Regions from separate parts of the Mus musculus genome. Here all the other regions are linked to region 2. A link is a contact called in public Hi-C and HiChIP or PLAC-seq data. All regions are on one chromosome and are shown on one strand. Each heading gives the region's core, a stretch centred on a gene start, on an enhancer-like site or on the middle of the called end of the contact. The rest is flanking DNA. Distances are from core to core; before and after follow the strand shown. Region 1 overlaps Frmd4a (FERM domain containing 4A). Region 2 overlaps Gm36031 (a long non-coding RNA gene). Region 3 holds the start of Frmd4a (FERM domain containing 4A). Region 4 overlaps Frmd4a (FERM domain containing 4A).

What was found. Hi-C and Micro-C count contacts between places; a contact is called where the count stands out from the background. HiChIP or PLAC-seq counts read pairs in DNA pulled down with a chosen protein or histone mark.
Region 1: an H3K27ac HiChIP or PLAC-seq map of oligodendrocyte precursor cells shows a contact between it and region 2, with 8 times the contacts expected there. The contact joins two enhancer-like sites. A contact is called at or near these places in 3 of 115 datasets of contacts at active chromatin or transcription factors (microglia, oligodendrocyte precursor cells and pancreatic cancer cells).
Region 3: a contact with region 2 is called in an H3K27ac HiChIP or PLAC-seq map of neural progenitor cells, with 22 times the contacts expected there. The contact joins the promoter of Frmd4a here to the enhancer-like site in region 2. A contact is called at or near these places in 1 of 15 datasets of contacts at CTCF or cohesin (the NIH/3T3 cell line), 10 of 484 Hi-C or Micro-C datasets (cerebellar granule neurons, cerebellum, cerebral cortex and 5 more), 8 of 115 datasets of contacts at active chromatin or transcription factors (astrocytes, differentiating embryonic stem cells, embryonic forebrain and 4 more) and 1 of 9 other capture datasets (pancreatic islet).
Region 4: a Hi-C map of muscle stem cells shows a contact between it and region 2, with 2.1 times the contacts expected there. The contact joins two enhancer-like sites. A contact is called at or near these places in 6 of 484 Hi-C or Micro-C datasets (the N1E-115 cell line, cerebellum, cerebral cortex and 2 more) and 2 of 115 datasets of contacts at active chromatin or transcription factors (bone marrow-derived macrophages and craniofacial prominence).

Annotation. Positions count from the first base shown.
Region 1 is chr2:4,283,824-4,286,523 of GRCm38.p6, reverse strand. The region is part of intron 1 of Frmd4a (FERM domain containing 4A); the gene reads right to left. Among named protein-coding and RNA genes, the nearest start is that of Gm39752, 38 kb to the right of the region's middle. Within about 2 kb of position 1,258, at least 39 of the 459 cell types and tissues checked have an H3K27ac peak or open chromatin away from gene starts, as enhancers often do. A contact at or near this core is called in oligodendrocyte precursor cells, where this site is marked.
Region 2 is chr2:3,814,911-3,817,610 of GRCm38.p6, reverse strand. Gm36031 (a long non-coding RNA gene) reads right to left here. Exons shown (of 5, transcript XR_373951.3): 4 at 1,983-2,177. Among named protein-coding and RNA genes, the nearest start is that of Gm36031, 8.4 kb to the right of the region's middle. Within about 2 kb of position 1,385, at least 44 of the 459 cell types and tissues checked have an H3K27ac peak or open chromatin away from gene starts, as enhancers often do. A contact at or near this core is called in cerebellum, cerebral cortex, cortical neurons and 4 more, where this site is marked.
Region 3 is chr2:4,151,442-4,154,141 of GRCm38.p6, reverse strand. Frmd4a (FERM domain containing 4A) reads right to left here and starts at 1,279. Exons shown (of 23, transcript NM_172475.3): 1 at 1,032-1,279. The coding sequence starts at 1,064.
Region 4 is chr2:4,317,068-4,319,767 of GRCm38.p6, reverse strand. The region is part of intron 1 of Frmd4a (FERM domain containing 4A); the gene reads right to left. Among named protein-coding and RNA genes, the nearest start is that of Gm23691, 63 kb to the left of the region's middle. Within about 2 kb of position 1,422, at least 63 of the 459 cell types and tissues checked have an H3K27ac peak or open chromatin away from gene starts, as enhancers often do. A contact at or near this core is called in muscle stem cells, where this site is marked.

The sequences.
Region 1 (2,700 bases), core at 9-2,508, 470 kb before region 2:
TGTTCTTGGAAAGAGCACAGGCCAACACCTTCCAGCTGCATTGCCACCTGCAAGCCTCTGCTTCTGCAGTCCCTGTTCACCATCAGTGACCCACAGAGAGCAGACCTGTGCCCCATAGTGAGAGCCCAAAGTGTAAGGAGCCCCGGTGGCTGGGCTGGGGGAGTGACTTTGTTGACATGGCTTTTGCTAAAATTCAGAAAATCATTGTGGGAAGAGGTGCGTGTGTGTGTGTGTGTGTGTGTGTGTGTGTGTGTGTTCCCTGTCGGTTGCCCTTTTCTTTAAAGGAAAATAAATCAAACCAAACAGCTTCATCTTATCAAACAAATTCCTGGAGAACCCATATGAAACCAGTTTCTGTGGACAGTGTGATTTGTGGCACTACCTAGTAATCTGCATTTCTCTACATGGAATCACCAGTGTTTTGAGCACTGTGAATTCCTCACTGCCCACCCCATACCCCCAGCCCTCTGGAATGATTGCTTCACAAACAAATCTGATTCCTCCAGGGAACGCAAACAGAAGTGGTTTGATCTCTGCGGGGGTAGTGGGAAGTGTTGTTTTCTCTGTTCCGCCCATTCATTTAGACCTCTAGAGCTGACTTCATTCAAAATGCCACACCTCTGCCAGTGGTGTGGCATTGATCCATGTGGGCAGTTCTGTGTCACTGGACATTTAGGAACAATACCCACCCCACCCCACCCCACCCCACCCCAACTTCCCCTTCTGTATATTGGAGTAGAAACAGCACAATTGCAAGCTAGAAGCTTCTGTTCATATGGGGACACAATCCCTATTTGGGATTGCAGGGACAATCCTTGCATGTGGGAATGGAAAGCTTTTACTTACAAACACATCCATGAACAGGTGCTCCAGTGTCATCTCGAAGTCATCCAGTCTGGCAGCTAATGTCATGGTCAATGTCCCAATAGGACTCACGGAGCCCAAATCTGCAAACCCTTCAGCTCACAGAACACCTTTGGTGTCAGGTCGGTAACTAGGCAAAGTCGCTACTAATGCAAAGTGGAAAATCTTAAAATAAGACAGAGCATTGCAGAACGGGCTGCCAGGGCTCCCGAGAAGAAATTCTAACTTAAAAAACAAAAACAAATCAAAACAACTCTATTAATGGTTCTATGCTACTGGGCTGGGCAAGAAGGGCAGCAAGTGAAGAAGGTAGCTTCCTCTGCAGAACTGTACAAAGTAAGGTGCCCACAAAATGCCAGGCACCTCAGCAGAGGCTTGCGGAGACAGCTGAATGGAGCAGAAACGAGACTGGGGAAATGCCTGAAGCCGTCTGACTCTGATATTTATAGGGCCACATGTTTTTGACTCCAGCCATTTCTCAGTTCATTTCTGACCTTTCATAAATGGCTACACACAGTGGAGTGTATTGTCGAACGAGGGGCAGTGGGTCCCGCAGAACTTGGCTGTGACCAAAGCCAGGGCAATTCACACAGACACGCCATCAATGGTTCTTTGTGAAGGACGCATCAGACCTTGTTCTGTGCACCACGACAGAGAAACACACAGTCTTGTGGAAAACAAGGAAATGAAGTTGGAGGGAACTAAATTTTTCCCCCCGAATATTATTAGATCCCATACGATCTTCCCTGCTCCTTCTACACCCCCACCATGCAAGGGTAGATAAACATCTCAGAAATAGATTTAATCTCTGGGTCAAGTCCTGCAGCATCTGTCAGGTAGAATACTCATAAAAATTGGAAATTCTTTTCTGTTTCTAAAATGTACCCCTTTTATTCATGCAAGCATTTTTTAAAAAATTGTAGTAAAATACACATGACACAAAATTGCTACTTTGACTTCTTTTTGTAGTGGTGTGTGTGGTAAGAGTGTGTTTGTGTGTGTGCTTGTGTGTGTGTGTGTGTGTGTAAGTATGTATGTAAGGCTAGAGAGGGATGTTGGGTGTTTCTTCTTCAATCGCTCACTCCCCATGTTATTCCCTTGAGACAGAACTAAATCTGAAGGTGGCTATTTTGCTTTTGCCTGCTATGCTGGTGATTGGCAAACCTCAGGGACCTTCTTGTCTCTGGTTCCATCCCTACCCTCACCAGCCTTCTGGGGTTACAGGCAAGCATAGCCTGGAGAGCTGAATTCAGGTCAGGGCTTCATACGTTTTCAGCAAGTTTGCTTCCTCCCTGAGCCACCTCTCCAGCCTCATGTCAACTCCGTTAAGTTGTGAATGTTCTTCACATCACTAAATCCATTCTTATCATATGTGTGTGTGTGCCCAGCTATATGTTGTCCAGTTATATATCAGAGTATCACCATTGTCCAGCCCTGGAAATGGTGATTTTGTCAAATGGAACTGCCATACCATTAAACACCAATTCTTTATGTCTTTCCATTTCTCCTCTTTCAATGCCCCTCCCATGTAAAGTCCTACATTCTGCTTTTTATGCATCTTATTTGTCTACAGATGCCCTATGAGTGACATACCATCCTTGGCTTCTGGTGAGTGGCTTATTCACTTAGGATAACATCCTCAAGCGTGTGCTAGGATTACCCACGTGTGGTATGCATATGTGATGTATGATTTGCATGTGTGCATAGTTTTGCTAATGCGTGTGTGTACACATGTATGTGGAGGTGCAGTGTTGATGTTGGGGGCTCCCCTGATTGCTTTTCCCCTTATTTATTAAGGAAGGGTCTCTCACTGCTTGGTGTTTTTGGCTAGGCTGA
Region 2 (2,700 bases), core at 136-2,635:
TAAGAAACACTAGGCATAGCTCTTGCACATAGGCCATGAGCCCTGAACTGGTTTTTCTCAGGCTGAACTTAGCACAATGGAGAAAGGAGCTTCCAAGGCCAAGGACTTATCCTCTAGTCCCCAGAGTTTATGATCCCATTTCTAGACTGTAACGTTGTTTTGACTAAATTTTCTGGACCTCCTTCCAGAGTCACCATGAGCCTTGCACAAGTGCTTGCATGCACAGACACACCACACACACACACACACACACACACACACACACACACCACATAAAGCACACATACACACACATGTACCACACACAAGCAGACACACACCACACACACACATACCACACAAGCACACACACACACCACACACACATACACACACCACACACACATACACACACCACACAAGCATACACACCACACCCCCACACACACACACACCACACAAACACATACCACACACACCACACAAATACCACACACACACACACTACTTCTGGTCACTACAGAGTGTCCAATGCTGCTTCCAGCTCCACCACCAGGCCACAAAGGATGCTGAGGTATGTGTGTCTGTAGAAGAAAACAGAAGCCTCTGGGAGACAGACACAGAGAAAGGACCAGGCTCTGTCTAGACTTCACAATGAAGCTAAAATTTCACACAACATTAAAAAGAAAAACATGAGCATCATGGAGACCTCCAAAGAGACTGTCACCCTCGGTGTCCCCTTCTTCACCGGAGGTGACACTACTAAGACGAAGAAGAGAGCTTTCCTTTCCTATGTGATCTTTCCATTTCCTTCCCAGTATTGGTCGCCATTGTCTTCCCGGTTTTAAAAGCAAGCTCTGGCCTTCTCACGAGACTGTCTCCTTAGTTCTTTGCCTGCCAGACACTGGCCCTTGCTGGAAAACAACAGCCCTCATCTAAGCCCTCATTTCTCTGACTTGCTAGCTGCGTGTGAATAATGTCAGCTTCTTCCTGTCTGCCATGAGCCCTTGCCACCTGATCTGTGAAATCCCTCAGTTCACCTCGGCATCGCAGTGACCCTCGGAGGAGCAGTGGGGACTCTGTCACTCTCTTCTATTCCACAGGAATAAAAATTCAGGACCAACCCAGATTGCCTTCCAGATGGGGACGAGATAAAAGGGTTTGAATGCAGTCACATGGCTAAATTAAGAAGCAGATAGAAATAGAACAAAATGAAGCTGGGGCTGAGAGTTGGGGAGCAAATACTTTGTGGGCGAGCCAGAACTCAGTGATGCAGGCCTCTGCTGCCTGAGATCTAATTTGCAATGCCACAAAGAATTCTCTGGTTCAGATTTCCTTTGCTCCTCACTTTCTGTTCCCAGTCAGAAGCCACTGAAGCTGGCTAAGATCCCAGACAGGGCAGGCCTTTAGATCTTAAGAAGAGAGGGACCTCTAGTGTTGAGTTACTTGTCTACTGCTCGCTGTTGCTGTTCACCCCCATATTTACCTCTTACCTTGTGATTATTAGAGTTTCTTTGAAGGCTAGTATTCATTTAAATGTTAAAATTTAAATTTAAATTTAAATTTAAAATGTTAAAAGTGGGTTTTTCTCCCTTCCTGGAAAACTAAGAAAATTGAGAATGGGTAAATATAAGCCAACATACTAGTTTAAAGAAGACTTGAGCAAAATGTCACGTGATTAAAAAGTATTATTAGACACCTATAAGGTGCTCAGTAGTTAAGAGCACTTGCTGCTCTTCCAGAGGACCTGGGTTCAGTTCTCAGCACTCACATCAGGAGGCTCACAACCATCTGTGACTCCAGCTGCAGGGGATCCAACACCCTCTTCTGGACTCTGCCATCATCAGCGATACACGTGGTACACATACACATGTGCAGGCAAATACTCAAATGTAGGAAATAAAAATAATAGATTTTTTAAGCATCCATTAAACCTTTGACCTTAGCATAGGGACTAAAAGCCATTTCAATAAGTCTGGAACATGAAAATATAATCATAATACCAGTTTTTCAGTAGGTTCCGGAAAGCACCGATCCCGCTCTCTGTCAGGCTGAATGTGGGTTTGTGTAGGCCACAGCTAGGAAACATAAACAAAGGAAGGTGTGGCAGTTCCTCCTTCCTGGCGGTGATTCTCGGTTGTTGATTCATCCGAATACTTCGCAAAGTATCTTCTGTGACCAGATCCAATCAGATGCACCTGGTCCAAGGATTCACAGAAGGGGATGGTATCATTGTGGCTCAGAGGTCACTGTTAGCTTTCTGCCACTAGCATAAATATCTGAGATGATCTACTTACAAAGAGGAAAGAAAAGCTCCATTTACAAAGATATATTTAGGTTTGGGGGTCTGCATTGGTTACTATTGCTCTAGGGTCTGTTGCATCTAGTCCTCTCATGGCGGGGAGCGTGTGGTAGGGCAGAGCTATCCACTTATGGTGCAAAGGCAGAAGAAAGGGGAAGGGGCTGAGGTGCCATCTACTGTCCTCTTTGAAGAGGCCTGAGCACCGCCACTGGAGGCAGCTTCTGGTGCACACCTGCAGTCCCAGCACTCAAAGAGAACAGAGACCTGCTGTGTGTTCAAGACCAGCCTGGGCTACCTAGCAAGTATTAAGTGGCTTGAGCTGCACACCAAGACCTCGCCTTAAAAACAGCAAAATCGCTTCCATTAGGCCCTTCCCCCACCCCTAAAAGGTTCTACTTCCACCCCATAGTGCCACACAG
Region 3 (2,700 bases), core at 30-2,529, 340 kb before region 2:
CTCAAAGTGTCACAGTCATGCCCCTTAACTAGAAGGGGCAGACAACAATAACAACAACAAACAAAAACAAAACAACAAGAAAACAACCAAGACCACTTCCTTGACAAAAGGCTCTATTTGTTTTTTAACCCTAGCTGAACATCAAAGAAACGAGTTAAATAAAAGCCTGATCCTATTGATTTCACCACTGTTATATGTTTAAAGAGCTATTTGCCTCCTAAATTTTAAAATTAATCAATTAAGAAAAATAATATTGCTAGCGTTATTTAAAACTTTCAGCCTCTGTTCAAAGTTATGCATGAATTCAGTAGCCCTTTCTTCATCTGAGCTTTCCTTGGGAAAGTCCATGTACAAGGCAGTCCTTTTCAAGTAAAAAGCAAACTCCAACCAAGGAGAAAAATGTCCACGAGGTTGGGATCAGTCTCCTGGAGCTTTTTTCTATAGGCTTCCGGAACAAGTTCAAGGTGTGTTTGATTAGCGCTGCCCTGAAATCTCTTGTTCAGGTCGGCGAGTTTTCTGAGAACAAAACGCTCTCCAGAATGCATTAACCTACTTTCAATAGAGAGGCTTCCCCATCCTCCGCTCTGAACCGGAGGAGGAGCCCAGAGGATGTTCCAGTGAAAGCTGGGCATGCTCTTTGCCTTAAAAGCGGGACTCATCCTGCGAAACATCAGCGCAGCCAGAGAAATCCGTACTTCCTGCAAGCACACCAACAGCTGGAGGGCAGCTCCGGTCCCAAAGCAAGAATGATTGGAAATCCTGCTAAAATATGGCTGTCTAATCAACCGAGAGGCAAACTCATTTACTAAGATTCCCATTGTCCACGCTGACAGATGGCCCCCCGCCCCCTTCCCCTTTTCACTGATTGTAGTAGCTCTGCCTTGGAGGCAAAGCTATTCTTTGAGAGGTCCAGTTGCATTCGCCAGCCTAGTTCCGAAACGAGACAAAAGCTAGTATAATCTTCCTTTTCAGTGAGCCTTCCCTAAACCACCAAGGAGCGCGCAAAGAAACCAGGGTTTAGTCCCCCTTACCTTGGTTCTCATCGGAGATAGGAGCCCTTCCATTTTGGCGGAATCCTCATGCCAGTTTCTCTTCTCTGCAAGTTACTCTGTCTGTGTTGCAGTCCTTAAGCATCCCACATGAAAAGAGCCATGCCTGGAGCCTCCAGTGGCTCCCCTCTCGCGGGTGGCGCCTCTGCACCGCGAGCAGTCTAACTTGAATTCTTGGTGCCTGAGGTGCCCGAGAAAGGATGTACGGGGAGAAGTCTGCTCCACTCCTCGCCCTCTTCCCCCTCTTTCTTCTCTCCGGTGCTCTCTCCTCCCTCTCTCTCCTCCCTCTCTCTTTCCATAATCTGCCTACAGCTCTCAGTGTACCGTGCTCACTTGACAAATGATCTCTGTCTTAGGTATTGTATTTGAGCCAAGAAAAGTGGTCTGAACAAACTACAGGGCAGCTCACCCAAAACAGAAGAGGCAAACAGAACTGCTGCTGCCTGGCGCTCCCAGCCTCTCGGCTTCACTAGGCAGCGTGCTCTCTCAGGAGTGAGAGAGTAGATCCATCCATCTATTCGTCTTTCATTAGAAAGGGGGATCCTGAATGGAATCAGTTGACACCATTATTCAGATGGTTTTCTGGTCCATATGCAGAAAGCAGAAAAAAAAATCGTGTCACTTACATATTTCAAAATAACCATTTGTTAAACCCAGTGTAGACACAACATCTGGACAGGGAACTGGAATTTTTGATGTTTGATCAGATGTTTGGACACACCTTCTCCAGAAAACTTTCAAAATCAAATGTATGGATTCTATTCCAGAGAGGCTGAGCATTAAACAGTGTGTGTGTGTGTGTGTGTGTTATTTGGGAGCTATGTATGTGTGGGTATGTGCTATAAGGAGTTGTGTGTGTGTATGTGTATGTGCATAATGTGGGTAGTATGTATGTATAGTATGTTTGATTTGTAATGGGGGTTCCTTGCGTATGTGTGTTATGAGGACTTGTGTGTAAGTGTAGCGTGTGTGGATGGTGTGTGTAGTGTAGTGTGTATATAGTATGTATGGCATAATGGAGATTATGTGTACATGCCTGTCTGTGTATATATGTATAAATGGGTGTCTATGGCATAATGGGGGATTTTGTGTGCATGTGGTGTTTGTGTGTATGTTTGTGCATATGTATGTGTGTGTGTATTATACTGCCAAAACTAGGTATCTCATTTAGTATTGCCAGCAACTTGGAAAAAGCAGACAATGGAAGAAACATACCAAAGAGGAGTGTAATGGAATGAACTGGAATGGAATGAACCTGAACAGATGTACTTCCTTCAGCTTGAAGGGTTATCTGTGTGGTAAGAATTCAAAACCTGCCCCTCCATGAATGAGTGTGTCACCATACCTAAGAACACCCATGTCTTTGCAAGAGCTTGAGGGCATATTCATACATACATTTGATGCACACAGCAGACGTGAGCTGACCTATGGCATTTACACCTACCGCCATCTGTCTCTTGTCCCTGGAATGGGACCTGTCCCTCTTTTTACCTGCTTCTCTTATACCCGACTCCCAACACAGCTCCAAGATGAAGCTGCAGGTGGACCTTCTTACTCAGTCTTCCTTCACTACACCCTCAACCATGTATTAATCCACTTTTCCTCCACTAGTTCTCAAAACCATGGGCTAAGGAACTCTCTCGACTCCTGA
Region 4 (2,700 bases), core at 173-2,672, 500 kb before region 2:
AGGCACCTTAGGGTTTCTATTATAGAGCTGAGGAAGAGAATCACTGTCCAATAGATCTCAAGGTCACTGTATGTTACATGAGTTCCTCTCACTCATGGTGTTGAAGTTTTCTGCCAGCCATGGGGACACTCAGAGTTGCCTGGAAACTGCTAAAACGACTCTGAACTTTCTCATATGTGACTCAATAGATTCTTGCTAGGATTCTAGAGTTCTTGTTTCTTTTCTACTTGTGTGTATGAATGTATGTTCATGTGTGTGCAGGTGCATATTAAAGTGTGTGTGTAGGCCAGAGGAAAAAAAAAAACCTCAAGATTTGTCCTTCAGGAAATACCCCAGGGGCTGTTCACCTTGTCTTTTGTGATAGTCTCTTACTGGCCTGAAGCTATGCAAGTAGGCTAAGCTGGCTGGCCCATGAGCCCTAGGGATCTGGCTGCTACCATCTAACCATTGATAAGATTATAGGAGTATACCACCATGCTTAGCTGATTTTACATAGGCTCTGGGAGCCAAACTCAGGTCCTCATGTTTGCAGGACAAATCTTTACCAACTGAACTATTCAACAATTCCTCCTTTGTTTGTTTGTTTTTATTTGAGACAGGATCTCATGTAGCCCAGGCCGACCTCAAAATCTATATGTAACTGAAGATGAACTTGGATTATATGTATATACCACCATGACTAAATCATGCAAGGATAGGCAGAGCCTGCAGCTCCACGAATGCTAAATGAGCACTCAACATCCTCAGCCCTAAAGGCTCCTCCTCCTCCTCCTCCTCCTCCTCCTCCTCCTCCTCCTCCTCCTCCTCCTCCTCCTCCTCCTCCTCCTCCTCTTCTTCTTCTTCTTCTTCTTCTTCTTCTTCTTCTTCTTCTTCTTCTTCTTCTTCTTCTTCTTCTTCTTCTTCCTCTTCCTTCTTCTTCTTTTTTTCGAGACAGGGTTTCTCTGTGTAGCCCTGGCTGTCCTGGAACTCATTTTGTGGACCAGGCTGGCTTCAAACTCACAGATACCTGCCTCTCTCCTAGGTGCTGGAACTAAAGGCATGTGCCAGCACACCTGGCTTATTTGTGTTACATTCCTGCCTTTACAGTCGTCACTCACTTTTTTTGGGGGTTTTTCGAGACAGGGTTTCTCTGTGTAGCCCTGGCTGTCCTGGAACTCACTTTGTAGACCAGGCTGGCCTCGAACTCAGAAATCTGCCTGTCTCTGCCTCCCAAGTGCTGAGATTAAAGGCATGTGCCACCACCGCCCGGCTAAAGTGGCTTCTTAATGATATCATATTCTGGTCTATAGGATGCTCAACATTAGCAATGAAGCCATAAAAGGACAGTGAGTGAGTCATTCTCTCCTTTGTCCACATGGACTGGAGGACTCCAGGCCAGAACACTGAGATGAACATTTCAACTGTTTTGGCAGGAGTGATTCATCCATGGGTCACAGACTCATCTATCCCTTGACTCTTGTCCCTGACCACAAGGAAACCACAGCCTTATACACCCAGTTCTTTATCTCTGAGCTCAAAGAACACAAATGTTGCTGATCAGGGGACCCGACTTCCTGTCATTAAGGAGGACATCCTACCACTTAACAGCAAGATCCTAAGCCAAGCCAAAAGCCTGATGATTTGGGCGTTTGATTCCCACCTACAATTAACTAGGTCACAGCTGTAAGGAAAGAGGAAAAAAGAATTACACCCTAAAGCAAGAGGACTTACTGTCATCTGTGACTGCAAAACAAACACTTAGGGCTTCCCTTCCCCTCCTCTCCATGCAACAAAAACAAGTATATTGGGGACAGGATAAAAAAATGATATGGAAAGACTATGGAAATGTCTCAGAGGGTAAGAGTGCTTGCCGTGTATGCATAAGGACCTGCGTTCAGACAAATTCCCAGCACACGCATAGAAGCGGGGATCTGAGTGTCTCCAATTGAGAGTTGGAGGACAGAGACCACGAAATCTCAGCCAGCCATGAATCCAGCCAGCTCAGTTGAAATGGAGAGCTTCAGTCTCAGGGAGAGACCATCTTAGGGAATAAAGGGGAGCCTCACAAAGCAGAACAACCAATGTCCATCTGAATTCTGTGCACATGCTAAGACGTGTACACACACACAGAGGCACACATGCACATTCACACATACACACAAGCATACAAGCACGCATGCATGCACGCAGTTAGGAGCTAACGTGACAGCTTGCTAATGTGTAGTCTCAAGCCTACTTATTTGGTATTTGTTCAATATACAGAGGAGATGAATATATGCAAGCACAGTCTGCTTCTAATCTGTGTTGAGGACTTCTGTAAGATTAGACAGAATCTGGAAAGATCCACGATTGCTTTTGAAAATTCCGGAGTTTTCTGGGCTTTAGATGGTTTAGGTCTGTATGGTTCCCTCCTACTTTGGCTCATAGGAATGTCTCCTAGACCTTGGTGGGCACTAGAGAGGGAGGGAACACTCTTAAGTGTCCACAGTATCCAAGGAAGTAATGCATTTCAGAAAGGGCCACCTCAGTGTGCTGAGTCCCTTCTGGTTACCTATGACCACCAACCAGCATCGTGGATTTTATTTGTCATGGGGTGAGTTACACAGTTGCTACTGATCTCATCCTGAATGGTCATATAAGCTAGTCATAGTAAAGATAATTATTGATAGTTGATGGAGAGAGAGAGAGAGAGAGAGAGAGAGAGAAAGAGAGAGAGAGAGA